Regions from separate parts of the Ovis aries genome. Here region 2 is linked to region 1. The links are chromatin contacts, called in public Hi-C maps. All regions are on one chromosome and are shown on one strand. Each heading gives the region's core, a stretch centred on a gene start, on an enhancer-like site or on the middle of the called end of the contact. The rest is flanking DNA. Distances are from core to core; before and after follow the strand shown.

What was found. Hi-C and Micro-C count contacts between places; a contact is called where the count stands out from the background.
Region 2: a Hi-C map of tail adipose tissue shows a contact between it and region 1, with 6 times the contacts expected there. The contact joins the enhancer-like site here to the promoter of DAZL in region 1. A contact is called at or near these places in 7 of 16 Hi-C or Micro-C datasets (blood, hypothalamus, liver and 2 more).

The regions. Positions count from the first base shown.
Region 1 is chr1:274,688,065-274,692,887 of ARS-UI_Ramb_v3.0, forward strand. It overlaps DAZL (deleted in azoospermia like), which reads right to left and starts at 1,563. Exons shown (of 11, transcript XM_042242847.2): 1 at 1,446-1,563. The coding sequence starts at 1,448.
Region 2 is chr1:275,189,319-275,193,570 of ARS-UI_Ramb_v3.0, forward strand. The region is part of intron 19 of TBC1D5 (TBC1 domain family member 5); the gene reads right to left. Among named protein-coding and RNA genes, the nearest start is that of TRNAS-GGA, 46 kb to the right of the region's middle. Within about 2 kb of position 2,248, at least 1 of the 54 cell types and tissues checked has an H3K27ac peak or open chromatin away from gene starts, as enhancers often do.

The DNA.
Region 1 (4,823 bases), core at 313-2,812:
ACACAAATTACTCATTATAAGAGAATTTGGTAAAATAAGTGATGGTAATATATAAGTATACAATTTTTGGTAAAGTAAGAAATTATGTATTCAAAATTATTTTAAATTTCTCTTTGGAATAAGGCCCACTATATTAAGTGAAGGACACAGGTTGTAGTATAGTATTACATGGTACGGTAAAATTTTTATAAAATACACCTATTTGCAATACATACATGAAAGCAATCTGGAAGGACATATATCAAAACTTCAGAGTGGTTACATACCTAGTTTAAGGTGGACCTCTGCTTCCTTACATTGATTACTTTCTAATGAGTTAATATGCTAGTTTTATATAAGAAAAAAATCAATATACGTATGCATTTCTCGCCTCGCCTTCTTAAAAAAAGATAAAACCCAACATTCACAGTAACTCAGCTTATTAAGTAATTACTGATGTGGATAAGTACAAGACACAATTATTACAAACAGCAGTTGCATACACTTGTAAACCTTTACTTTAAACTGTGTGCCCTAATAAATTGTATATAAATTTTCTCCCTTTACTTCTAAAAATAGTGTATACTAGTTATTACACCACAGGCGACACTACACTACAGTATTTAATGCTATGTACATCATCGGAGGCTTGATGGTTGGTCAAAACGGTTCTCAAGAGATGCCCCTCGAGGCGGCATCGACTCTAATGCATTTGACAAAACGCTCGTCAATGTCACCCAACAGACCGCATTAATACTCGAGGGACGCTCTGTTGGAGGGTTTCTGGTTTCTTTAACGGAACAGTATTTCCCAAGCTAAAAATTCCTCGAGCTCCCCGCTCCGCGGCCGCTCCAAGGCGAGGGCAGCGCCGACCTCGTGAGGAGATGATGGCGTCCCCACCCGAGGTCGCCGCGGCGGCCGCCACCGCACAAGCACGAGGTCAGCCCGGCGCCCGCACCCTCCGCACGGACACACCCGCCCAGGCCCCCGGGCCCCGCCCCGGCCTCGCCCCGGCCCGCGGGGCCCCCGCCTCGGGGCCTCCCGCCCGCGGCGCCCCGCCCGCGTGCGCCTCGAGGGCCGCGCCAGGCCCGACGCCATCTCGCGGAGGCCGGGCCGCCCGCCTGCCTCGGCAAGCGCGGGAACCGCGCCTTCCGGGGCGGCGTGGGGCGCGGGCCCCGCCCGGAGTCCGGCCGGCCGGGTGCCAGGCGCCCCTCCACACCCCGGCGGCTGCGGCCCGAAGGCCACAGGCCTTGCACGTGCTGGGCAGCGGCCCCCGGCGCTCCGACAGCCCGGCCTCATCCCCTCCGCCCGCCCGAGGCGCCGCGCAGGCCGCGCCAGGCCGCCTCGCCCGCCCTCAGGCGGGGCCCCCAGGACAGGCAAGCGCGGCAGCCCCGCGCCGGGCCCGGCCCAGGCCCCCTTCAGCGTCCCGGCCACCCCAAGGAGCCCCCTCGGCCTCCTCCACTCACCATGATGGCGACAGCCAGTGTTCCCTCAGAGGGGCTCGAGGACGAAACAGAGGCTGGCTTCGGGCACCGCGCTCGGAGCTGCTGTTGGGTCTGCTCGTGCCCGCTGCCCGGCCGGACTGGGCACAGGGAGCGGCGGCACACCGGGCAGAGAGTCAGAGGCGGGTGGCGAGGCCGAGGGGCGCCGGCGGACTGAGGCGTGGCCAGCGGGGCGCCGGGAGGTGGCTCCTGCGCAAGGTGCGGGGGCCCCGTCGTGGAGGCGCCTCAGCCAATGGGCGGCCGCGCTGGCGCCCCCCGGCGGCGGGGGGGGGGGGGGGGGGGGGTGGGAGGCTCGTGGAGCACGCTGCGCAGGCTGGGGGTACGCAGGGGGCGCGTGAGGGCCGTCCTCCCACCCCCCCCCAAGCGCCGCCCCCAGATGAGGGGGCTGGCAGACCCACCGAAAGGCGTGTTACCCCAAAAGTGCTGTGGAGGCCCGCCTGAAATAAGGAGGCCTACTCACATACACACTAAAGTTAAAAACAAACTTGACTGTGTCCAGGCGCTAGTTTCAAAATGGCGTCCTGAAGGCACAGGATTAGCCCGATCGTGGTCACCCCTACCCTCGCCACCAAAATCAATGGAAACGCCAACAGAAATAGCAAATAGAAATATGGATATGGAGAACAGGCACGGAGGCGTCAAAAGTACAAAAACTTGGGCGAATTCCCTTCAACTCTGAGGAAGATGGGGTTGGATTGGAAGAAACACCAGCTAGGGCAGGCCAGCTTGGCGTTCAAGATGTTCCTTCTTTGAAGAAACAGTCATCAAAGCCTGTGGTTGCCAGAAACGCAAGGTGTAGGAGGGAACAAAACAGTCAAACATTCCTTTGTTTGGGGAGTTCACATTGTGAAGGGGAGAATTTTTCTTCTAGGCCTCACAGAAAGAAGCCAGGCCTGCCTAGAGAGTTCTAAAACCACCTCAAGGTCAGAGTAACAAGGCCTAGAGCAAGGGTGAGCTGCAGGGCAGCTGGGGCAGCAAAGCACAGAACTTTGGAAACTAGCACGCTGTGTCCACAAGGAGTACCCCTGACTTTTCTCCTCAGATTTCACTTCTGTATCGATGAGAAATAAGAAAATGTTCTTTTCAGTAACCAGAAAACAGACCACAAACACCTAACATCACTGGATAGTATAACAATTAACCTGATTTTGAATGTGCTGCTAAACTTATAAAAATGAAGGCAAATACCAAGATGCCAGAAATCAAAATAAACTGAAAATCAGAGCAGTGAGTTGTTGAACTGATTCTTCTCTGACCGTGGGTGTGAGGGCTGGGGTGTACAGTGATTAATCTGCTGGTTTGCCCTGAACCTTACTGGTTTTGGAACTGAGAAACCGCTACATTCTTGGAAACCAGGTCAGAGGCGGTGGAGAACAGTTATGTCATCTTAGGTGTGGGCCAAACGTTGGTCTTTGTGACTTGAGGCCTGAAATTGCAGGGGCAGAGGTAGGGGTGTGGAGTGGCCCAGGGTCTGCGCTGGTACTGAGTACAGTCAAAAGGGGGTTGGCCACGAGAGACATCAACTCAGGAAAAGGGCAGACTAGGGCAAATGGAAAACACCCAGGAGACAAGCAGCTGTCCTCTTTCTGGATGAAAATGAAAATTATTTAACTGATGAAATTTAAAAATCCTAAGCCTGCATTTCATGAGTTTGGAGTTTATAGCACTTGGGCTGGTGTTGGGATTTCAAAACCTACAAATTAATTCCTTTCAACTTTTGCCTCCTCCCTGCAAAAAGTTCCCAGTCGAGGTGCAACTGGAATGCCTGGCAAAAACAAAACCAACCTGTAAGGATGCTTCCACAAAAGGGCGAAAGGGCTTCTCAGGATAAAAGAACCCTTTAAAGTTGAGCTCAGAATGAAAAATTATACTATCTACCATGAATAGGAATGGCAGACAATGAAGATTAAAACGTCAGAAACTTGCAAAAGAAATTTCTTTTGGAGGGTGTGTGTGCGCGTGCGCGAGTGTGTGCGCACCTATGTGAGCTGCGTGCATTTGGGGGCATGTGTCTTTTTCTCTATTTGGAGTCATCCGTCTTGTATATTGTAAGGTGATTTTTATACTGTTTTATAGCTTTTAACAAAGTTTTAAACAAAGTCTCAAGCCACTAAATATCTTTACTCACTTCTTGAATAATTCAAAGGTCTCAGGATGTTTTAACTGGGCACACCTCTACTAATTTAGCAGCTTGATTTCCCTGGTGGCTTAGACGGTAAAGCGTCTGTCTACAATGCGGGAGACTTGGGCTCGATCCCTGCGTCGGGAAGAATCCCCTGGAGAAGGAAATAGCAATCCACTCCAGCACTATTGCCTGGAAAATCCCTTGGACAGAGGAGCTTGGTAGGCTACAGTCCATGGGGTCGCAAAGAGTCGGACACAATTGAGCGACGTCACTCACTTCACTTATTAATCCCTGCTTTAGATCTATCCTGTTTTCCTTCTGTAAATTAGACATCATTCTTTTTTTAGACCCATCTGCATGTGTAAAAATATTTTGATTACCATTTCTCTGCATACCTCAGATCTTCCTTCTGGGTGGTTTTCCTTTTGCCTGAAGTAAATTCTATAGAATTTCCTTTAATAAGTGTTATGTGTGGCAAACAAGTTTTTCACCTGAAACTCATTTATTTTGCCCTTGTTCATTGAAGATAATTCTACTGGATATATAATACTAGGTTAGCCGCTGTCTCTTTTCCTCAGAATACTGAACATATTATTCTGTTATTTTCTGGTTTCTGTTGCTAGAGAAATCTGTTGTCAATCTAATCGCTGTTTTTCTTAGGTGTTCTGAAATTTCGCAATGATGTGGCAAGGTGAAGAGTTTTAAAAATTTCTCCTCAGGAGTTTTTGGACGCTCTGGAATTGCAGATTAACTTTCAAGAATTCTAAAAGTTTTCACCCATTTTCTTGTCAAAGATTAACTGGTTAAGGAATTTCACCTATTTTTCGTATTCCATAAGCAATTCTTGTGGTTACTTTTGTTTAGCTCATGACTTTTCAAAGGTTGATTGTATTTTCTTAAAACCTTATAAAATCTCCATGTAATATAGAGGAAAACAATTGTGATTTAAGATCAAGATTGACTGTAACTATTTCAGCGTGCTAAGATTGATAGTGTAATTCACATAAATTCAGAAATAAATTTTTGTATTGCTTCCTGTCCTCCAGAGACGGATAGGGGAGAGAGAAGGAAAAAGACCAATAAAAGTTTTCTGCCAGTTCTTTTGTGCTCCCAAAGGCCATGACTTTGGATAGAAAGCTTAAAATTAGCAGTATAAACACTCTCATTCATTTGCAAACCATTTTCATAATTTAAGTTGTATCTGATCAGAATCTCTA
Region 2 (4,252 bases), core at 998-3,497, 500 kb after region 1:
TCTCTCCAGCAGAGATTGCTAGAAAGCTTTCTGTTGCCACCACTAACTATTTTGGGTCCCTTCTACCTCCCCTTGCTCTCAGACACTCTGCAGGAAGTGTGCTGGGTTGAGGCTAACCCACAGTGACCTCTCCAAACCAGGGCAGGGCTTGCCCCACTGTCCACTGCAGGGGAAAGCTGTTCATCTGGCCTCCTGTCTCATTAAGCCGCTGGACCCGTCCCTGTGAGACTGATACAGTCCTGCTGGGGAGGGCAGACAGGGCAGTCGGGAACAGGGGCTCAGAAAAAGAGCTGGCTCTCGACCAGGTGGACTTGCCCGAGTCATCTGAAGTACCCGCGATGCCCACACAGTTTGGCGAAATGGGAGGGAGGCCCAGGGACCGGTGAAGACAGAGCCTGGCACACTGCAGGCAGCACATGGTCAGGGAGGGCGTGAGGGAGGGAGGGAGGGAGGGAGGGAGGCGATCCCACCTCTCTAAGGGCACACTGCAGGCACCCGGCACGTGCCTGCTGGGCGAGGGAGACGATCCTACCTCTCTAAGGGCACACTGCTGGAAAAGGAAATGGCAACCCACTCCAGTATCCTTGCCTGGAAAATCCCATGGATGGAAGAGCCTGGTGGGCTATAGTCCACGGGGTCGCAAAGAGTCGGACACGACTGAGCGAGCTTACTTCACTTCACTTCACCTCAACGGCACACTGCAGGCAACCAGCAAGTGCTCGCTGGGCGAGGGAGGGAGACAATTCTACCTCTCTAATGCAAGTCATCTGAACAAAATGCTGCCATCACCTTCTTTAAGAGTCTGTTTACAAAGGGATGCTGTTCACGTGTCTACTGGAAAACATGGATTGAGCAGGAGCGTAGAAGCAGAAGTCAGAACAGGAAGCAGCCTTTAGCTTTCTCTTTCCATACAGGTATAAACCCATCAGGCTTTCGCAGCCAGAGACACACTCTGCGGCAAACTAACCCTGCCACAGCAGAACGCCTGCTCGACAGCTGCCTGGGGCAAGCCCCCCGGCAGTCAGTGGTGAGGACTGCGTGCCTTTCAGTGCCGTGGGCCCAGCTTCAATCCCTGGCCAAGACACTAGGGTCCCACAGGTTGTGTGGTACAGCCAAAAAAAAATACTTTTAAGGAAACAAATTTAAGTCTTGTGAATTCTCACCGGGTCAGGAAATCGCATCAGCATTCACGTAGCTGCAATACCTGACGAGGGGAAAGAGGAGTCGCTGGTCTGCCTCCTGCACCAGCTACGCCGCAGCAGCCCGTTATTGCTTAGGTCACTGCGCAGAGTAAGCGGCAGCTTTCACAGACTCTGAGAGCTCCGAAAGCCCTAAAGGTCAGCGGGTCAATTACCAGAACACAGCCAGAAACCCTACCAGGGAAACGCAGGACTATATACAGAAGCAAGATCACACCCCTCTGTCCCACGGTATGTTTAACACGTTAAGTCAACACACCACTCATGTCCTAACCATGACATATCATTTTCTGTTACGCTATTAAAAAGCACAGATATTACGGAGACATGTCATTATTAGAACAGCAGCTTAATGCTAGCAGCATGACTACTGTGCGGGTATTTTAAACTAAGGAAGACATTTATGAATTTCTATTAATACTGTCCTCTTTCTAGTCTGAATTTGAAGGGAGGATTCTTAGTCTAGCCTTCCATTTAATACAGACTTTCTCTCTACAGAATATTTTAAAAGATTTTGTAATAAAAGATAAATGCAGCAACTTTAAATATTTATGTTTCTAAATTCCATAGGAGGTGCTGAATATGGATTACTATTGTTTTAAATTTCTTAAATAAACTTTTTCTAGATTTTGGACACACGGTTATGATATTTAAATATTCTTTTTATTTTAAATCATTGCCAATTACTATACATAGAGATTTGTCACGCTGAATTCTAATTCTGTTAAAATGACTCATAACACAAAGCCTGTACTTAGAAACAAATTTTGAAATCAAGTTGTAATTCTTCTCTGTAAACTATAATAAGTGCTTCTGGCTAATACATACAATAATAAGCAGACACACAGCATCTAAGGTGTTTAACCTCAGAGCCAATCTGTCAAATCCTATCACAGAGCACCTTTGCAACTGAAAAACACCTCAGCATGAACTGCCAGTTACAATGTGGTGTTAAAAGAACCACAGGATCTAGAGCGCCGCATACTGCAAGGAAAGAGACTGGTACAAACTCAGGTAAAGAAACATTAAGAACCAGGCTGCAGTCAGCTCGGGCGCTAGCAAGGTATGACGGGAGAGGGGACTTTTGTCCTAGACAACAGTGCCACTCAGTGGTTGAACAATGGAGCGAGCTGGTAAACGGCGTGAATGGTGGGTGGCAAAAAGGAAAATGGAGTTTGGGAGGAGGCAGTGAGACTGCAGGCAAAGAGAGACTGCGTTGCCATGGTAACTGTACCTGGGAGGCCGGTCAGGGTCTGGACAGGACCAGAAACCTGAGCATCGCTTCCTGTAACTACATCGCCTGGATTTCATAAGAAAAAATAATTAGATTTCATAAAGAGGAAAAAAATTAGCTTTTCTTTCCTAGTTAATGCTATAATACTTTGACCTATCAACCTAATTACTAAAAGTACAGTGAATCAAATCATAACACAATCTTAGAAAAATTAATATAAAGTATTTCTTAAAGGAACTAATTTTTACAGTGTTTCCTTAAAAGTTTGTGCCTGTTTTTCTTGAGGAAAAAAAGTTTCTACAGGTCTAAAGTACAGTAAACTAGCCATCAATGGATACTGCTGAGCAGATTTCACTGTCCTACAAATGACAGCATGATTTTATATTTTCTTATTTAAAAAATTCTTTATCCAAAAGTATCTATGTATTTAATTAAGAAGTAAAGATGTTCCTTTGAAATCGATTTCCTCCTGTAACAGACAAAATTTATTTTTAACGAAACTTGAAACCAATTTCTTCAGTGATAAGATAAAGACCTAGACAAGTTCTGATTTCATATTAAGTACTGAAAAGATTTCATAAGTTACCACATGCACTTAGAAATGTCAACATGTAAAAATAAATCTGTGAACTGCATACCCTTTAAACTTGATATACTTACTATAGGCAAGATTTCATTTACAAATTGGACCTGTAGTAAATGCTTAAAATAAAGAAGTGCTCAAACTAAAAAAACATAGAAAGAAAAAGGAGGGTAAGGGAAAGAAAGGAAAAGGAAATGCTGAGAAGCACTTGAGGTATAGGACCATTGAGAAGCAAGATTTTTGGGGGTCTTTGATTTCCTTCCTGGATGACAAAGTTCACCATGAAGTACAGCCACTGTCAACCGAATCCTCTCCTGGACTGGTCAGCATCTGAAGCCTTGTGCTATTTTGATTAACAAGCTGAAAAACAAGCCTTCTTAAAAGGCACCACATTTTCTATGTATGATAACACATAATTAACAGATCTGCTTTCCCTGTAGCTCCTATACAATAGTAAAAAAAAAAATCAATTTTTGAATTATATAACAACCTTCAGTGCCTTGACCACTGGCTATAATGAGGATTTACAGCACAGACAGCTCATCTGACATTACTGGGTTGTAATTAGAGCATTCCTATCAATTAACAGGACATGCATTTATATTCTCCCATAGCAGAAATAAAACCTGCAAATAGGTACATACTCCAAATAACTGGTAAACAACTTTCAGTGGAACTCCCCAGGCCCTGAGCTCCCTAATCCAGCTCAGCCTCTATTCACTGGTAAGCAGTGTGCCTCATGTTCTGTACTCTCGAAGATTTCCAAGTTCACGCTTGCTACTCATTTTACTCGGCAGCTTCTGGATCACCGATTAATGCATATTTAGAGACTGAGGCTAAGTTTAATATTGATGTCACCTGGAAAATGTTGGAGGACCATCTGTGCTCCCTCCTTCCTTCAGGACCCCACCCCCAACACAGATACCCACGGCAGAATGCACTTCAAGTAACAGATATTTGAATGCTGGCTTTCTCACAGAACTCTTCCTCTATATGAGCAGAGATAATCGGGAGTTAACTAACACATAAGGGTTAGCCATAAGGGTTTTCAGCTGCATAAACAACCGCTTTTCGAAACAAGGTTCAAGTTTTCCTACAGAGCGCACTAAAAAGGCACGAAGCACAGGGCTGTTCCGAGATAGTCAGAAGCCCTGTCCCAGCGCGGGTCTTGGGAAGGAGTCAGCACTGTGCTCACCCTCTCCCGGGCCAGGGGACACAGCAGGTTCAGGTCAGCAT